2 separate regions of the Sus scrofa genome follow, and region 2 is linked to region 1. Evidence: chromatin contacts called from public Hi-C data. All regions are on one chromosome and are shown on one strand. Each heading gives the region's core, a stretch centred on a gene start, on an enhancer-like site or on the middle of the called end of the contact. The rest is flanking DNA. Distances are from core to core; before and after follow the strand shown. Region 1 has its middle 91 kb from the start of DSCR3. Region 2 overlaps DYRK1A (dual specificity tyrosine-phosphorylation-regulated kinase 1A).

Region 1 (2,560 bases), core at 24-2,523:
CCCCATGGGTGCCAGCCACCTCAGCATGCCAGTCAGTCTCTCTTATTTGTCCCCATTGAGAACCTCCCTGCTTGTGGGACCACTCCCCTAAGCCCCAGGAGGGAAAGTGTCCCCAGGCAGAAAGCTATGGCGAGTCTGCACTCACCTCACGTCTCACTTTCCTTGAGGACTGTAGTCCTGTGATGGTTCTTATCCAAGGTCTGGAAGCAGTTGCTTCATATTTGTCCAGTTTTATATTATTTCATTGTGAAGGAAGAAGTCCCATATCTGTTCTTCCATTCTGACCAGACCTGAAAGTCCTGGGGGGCATTTCAAAAGCAGGATGTCTAGGAGTTCCCGTCGTGGCTCAGTGGTTAACGAATCTGACTAGGAACCATGAGGTTGCGGGTTCGATCCCTGGCCTCGCTCAGTGGGTTAAGGATCTGGCCTTGCCGTGAGCTGTGGTGTAGGTTGCAGACGCGGCTCGGATCCTACATTGCTGTGGCTGTGGCTGTGGCTGGCACCTCCAGCTCTGATTAGACCCCTAGCCTGGGACCCTCCATATGCCACAGGAGCAGCCCAAGAAATGGCAAAAAGCCAAAAAAACAAAAACAAACAAAAAAAAAAACACAACAAAAAAAAAACCCACAAAAGCGGGATGTCTAACAGGCCATTTGAAAATACAAATCACCCCTTCCCAACCCTCCCACTTCTCCGTGACAGCATCTATCGCGGTTAATCTGTGTGAGCTGAGGTCCTGCGCGTGGACAAGGTGGGGGAGGAGTTTCAGGACTCGGTGAGCTGCAGAGCAGAGCAGCAGACACCTGGAGCAAGAGTTGATCTAAGGACAGAAACCCCGTGGAACTTGCTAGTATGTTTAGGGGAAATTCGGATTTTGACAGGGCAAGGCAAAAAAAAAAAAAAAAAAAGATTCAACTTAAACTTGCGTGAGGCAGAGATCCAAGAAAGCCTGCTGACACCTCAGTTACCTTTATATTCCCCGTATCGCACCTGACAGGGGCTTCCACTTAGAAAAGAGTAAGACGTTATCACAGGAACACAGCGAATAAATGCATGAAATGAGATTATGTTCTCACTTCGGAGGCAAAAGAGGGTAGTGACCTCTGTGTTTCCGTAATTTTTTTTCTCAAGCGGTCAAAGGATTTTAGATTTAAGTTCTGCCGTCAAACTCTCTTATATCCTAGTGCTCCCTCCCCCCACCCCTGTGCCACACTCTAAAAGAGGGTGGCTTTTTCCGTCTCAAAAAGCCTCTGCGTGTCCGGGCGGCCCCACCGCCCCGAGCAGGTCCCTGGCGGTCTGGAGCGGCAGCCTGGCGGGGACCGGGTACCCGAGCCCGCGCTTCCTTGGCGGGGCAGGTGGCGGAAAAGGGCCTGGGGGGGGGGGGGGGAAGAGGAAAGGACCATGACTGTACCGAATGGAATCTACGACGTGTCTCCAGTGTCTGCTGCTCTGAACCAAAGCCCGGCAGGCTCTGCCAGCGGGGGACCAAGCCGGTGAGCGTGGAGCCCAGAGAGCGCCTAATATGGCATTGCCATCTCTGGCCAGCAGACAGCGGGGAGCGGGGAACCTGGGCTTGGGGGGCCGGCCCTGGGGCCCCGGGCCGCCCTGCTTTCGTGCCTTCTCGCTGCCCTTCTCACTTTGGCCTTGTCAGCAACTCCCTCCCTCCCTTCCTGGGCCGGCAGGACCAGAGCTGTGCCCCGGCCCCAAGTTCCTGAGTCCGCGGCGGCCACAGAGCCACGTCCTCCTGGCGCTGAGTTGGGGGGGGGTGGGGGCGGGGGGCGGGGAGGGCGGAGCCCGCAGAGCGCGGTCCCCGCAGATAAGAAACTGGGAAGGGGACGACGGGGAGGCGAGCCTGGAGCTCAGATGCAGGAGATGCTGGAAACTCCTTCCGCCTTCTTGCCAGTTGTTACCACACTGATCCTAAAAATAGTCTCTAAACCCCAGGAAGCAACTAGAGGAGAAATCCACTTTTTTTTTTTTTCAAATATATTTTATTTAAAAAAATTTATTATAGTTGATTTACAGCGTTGTGTCAATTTCTGCTGTACAGGAAAGCGACCCGATTTTATATATATATGTGTGTGTGTGTGTGTGTGTGTGTGTGTGTGTGTGATATTCTTTTTCTCACATTATCCTCCGTCATGTTCCACCGCAAGTGCTTAGATATAGTTCCTGTGCTATACAGCAGCGTCTCATTGCCTATCAGGACTGGTTTATTTTTAAATCTTTAACTGTTAGAGTGGCTGTAGGACACTCCGAGTTTCTGGCTGTCACACCCTCTGGTGTGCGCTGGAGCGAAGGAAACAACTGGCAGCTTGTGCCCCCCCCCCAAAAAGAGGGCAGCAGATAGACACAGGAGCCTAAAATGAATAAACCCATCGGGCCTAACGAATGTAGCGCTGCTCCCATTTTTACTGCCATGTTTCCTCACAGCCTGAACATGGCCAGGGTTTAGGGTCTTGGAGTGGAGCGGCTGTGAGTTTAATGCCTGGCTGATGGCTTGTCTTGAGTGAGCATCGCTCTGGCTGCATATTGCCCAGCTGATCCAGGACCGCAAGGG
Region 2 (2,560 bases), core at 19-2,518, 290 kb after region 1:
TGAATAAATGCTGAAACCTCTCAGTACACATACATACGTGTGCACGTGTGCGTGCGTGTGTGTGTGTGTGTGTGTGTTTACTAGCTTTAACTGCATCCATTCTGTTGATTTCTGGTGCGGGGAGAATTTTTTTTACTAGCTGTAGTTGTGGTAAAGTTTCTGTGCCCATTGAGGCCATGTGATGAGTGCTGAAAATGGCAATTTTTCCCATGTACTTAGGAATTTGGCTTGTCATTGTTCATTTAGGTCTTTTAATATGAACCAAAACTTGGAAAATATCAAGGTATTTCTATATTGGTTTATTTAAAGGAAATGTTTTTTCTCTAATTCAATAATACGTGGTTTTAGTGAGCTGTTGGCTGCAGTTAAGTAGCATTATTTGCGTACACCCTTGTATGTATTTTCGTAAGACTGTCAATAGTTGAGCGGAGTTTACATTGATAAAGTGTATATAGCACATGAATAACATTCACAGTTAAATAGTAAGATAAATTATGGTGGGTCTTAAGAATTTGTTTTATGCAGTAAATTGAGAAGTTGTATGTTTGAGAATTGAGCAGTTGGTCAGAATTGGAAAGCATTTAATCATGTACTGGAAGAAAGCTCTGGATGTCCAAACAGTAGTGATAGCACATGACTCGTTTGCATTGTATTTTTAAGAGAAAAAGATTTGGGTTCATTTTCCCGCTTGTTCAAAAGCAGCCTGTCAGGCAGGATGCCTGTTTTCAGTCTCTTTTACAACCGAAGGGACTGAGCTCCTGTTAGTGACTCTCCAAGACTGTAAGCTGCAGTCTCGGGGGGCCTGGCCCAGGCAGGCTTCTTTCTGCTTTCTTTCTGCTCATCAGTTCTAACACCTGGTGTCTATACGGAGGGCGAGGGAAAAAATCCAGAACTTTAAGGTCCTTGTTATGGTTATATGATTGTAGGAGGTAATTTAGTTAGCAAGGTACCTATTTTTAGGTACAACTAACATCTTATTTGTGGATTATTTATTTTCAAATAAGAGATAAATTACTTAGTGTTTCCATTTTAAGCTGTAAAATATTTTTAAAGTCTCACATAATGTAAAAGGACTTTAAGAAGTAATATTCAGCCGGATATTTCTAACAGACTCCAAAGATTTCTGAACCTAATAAGCTAGTCAGATTAAAAGCTGTCTTAAAACTGCTGTCTAAAGCACTAAAACTGTGAGCTGACACAGAGGGGTCTGCTAGTCATAAGACATGGACTCCAGGTCTTGACTCATGATCTTGGTGTGTGGCTTGAGTCGGGTCACAGAGCCTCTTCTGTCAGTTCTGGAATGTATGATTATGCTTAGACTAGAACTCCCAAGTATACTGTCTAGCTCTAAACTCCTGGAATTTTATTATTTGATTTCCATTGCTGCTTCTTAATCACCCTATCAGTGTCTTTAAATAAGTCTTATGTACAAGTAAATTGAAATGAGCTAACTTTAACATTTTATTTCTTGTAGTTAATCTTTCTCGTATGAGTGTTACATGTAAATTTAAAACAGTTTTCAAAAGATAAAATGTATTTGGAGTAAGTGTAGGAAAGTATGATCGGATGTTTGAAATGCTTTTCTAGTTTTCCCAGTACCTTTCACGGTTCTTAAAGCATGTGCTCTGTCCAGCTTCACGCATAGCTCTCAGGAGAGCAAGAAAGGGAGGTGTCAGGGTCCTCATGCACTGAGATGAGTGGTGATGTGAGGTAAACATAAAATGGGTAGGGTCGGTGTTATTAAACTAGAAAACAGTCTTTTAATAAAGTCCTAGCACATGGTGAATCTTTTCAAGAAAAGATAAAAGATTGTTTTTAGCTCCTGCAACTTACAGAGGTTCCCAGGCTAGGGGTCAGATCCGAGCTACAGCTGCCAACCTACACCACAGCCACAGCAACGCTAGATCTAAGCCGAGTCTGTAACCTACACCCCAGCTTTCGAGGCCAGGGGTTGACTCCACATCCTCATGGATACTAGTTGGATTCAAAATTGGTTGAGCCACAGGGGGAACTGTCTCCTGCCTGTTGTTGGGTTTTGTTTGTTTGTTTGTTTGGTTTTTTGCTTTAAGATCTGTGTCTTTCCCCAGAAAGTTCCCTTAATTAGGAGCATTTGGGGGTGTGTGGTTTTTCTTGGCTCCCAGAACCAGTAGGAGGATAGCTCAACAAGTTCCCTTTTGCAAGTGAGGACACTGGGGACTGGGGGGTGTCGTGGAGGGGAACTGGCTCCCTGCCACAGCATGGTGAGCTCCTGGGTCCTATGTACACTGGGTTTTTCACCCAGCTGTGAAAGGGAAGAAGGGACCTCGCCACCTTACATTCTTCTGACTTTGTGAGAAGTTGAAAGTGGACAAAGCATCAAATGCATAGGACTGGTCTGAGTCCTGGTATAGATTTATGACTGAGTGTGTATTTGGCAAAGTTGTTTTCTAATTCTGGATTTGAGCTTATGGCGCCACAACAGTGAAAAATGGACAGTTTGGTTTACCTAATACAAAATGACAAAGTTAGTGGAGAAAATGTTATTTAGTTTATGGAAATTGATTTGTTCTTTTCTATATAT

What was found. Hi-C and Micro-C count contacts between places; a contact is called where the count stands out from the background.
Region 2: a contact with region 1 is called in a Hi-C map of embryonic fibroblasts, with 2.0 times the contacts expected there. The contact joins two enhancer-like sites. A contact is called at or near these places in 4 of 47 Hi-C or Micro-C datasets (embryonic fibroblasts, heart right ventricle, retroperitoneal adipose tissue and 1 more) and 1 of 2 datasets of contacts at active chromatin or transcription factors (skeletal muscle).

Annotation. Positions count from the first base shown.
Region 1 is chr13:200,835,013-200,837,572 of Sscrofa11.1, forward strand. No RefSeq gene overlaps it. Among named protein-coding and RNA genes, the nearest start is that of DSCR3, 91 kb to the right of the region's middle. Within about 2 kb of position 1,274, at least 52 of the 83 cell types and tissues checked have an H3K27ac peak or open chromatin away from gene starts, as enhancers often do. A contact at or near this core is called in embryonic fibroblasts, where this site is marked.
Region 2 is chr13:201,122,738-201,125,297 of Sscrofa11.1, forward strand. All of the region lies in intron 3 of DYRK1A (dual specificity tyrosine-phosphorylation-regulated kinase 1A), which reads left to right. Among named protein-coding and RNA genes, the nearest start is that of DYRK1A, 120 kb to the left of the region's middle. Within about 2 kb of position 1,269, at least 7 of the 83 cell types and tissues checked have an H3K27ac peak or open chromatin away from gene starts, as enhancers often do. A contact at or near this core is called in embryonic fibroblasts, where this site is marked.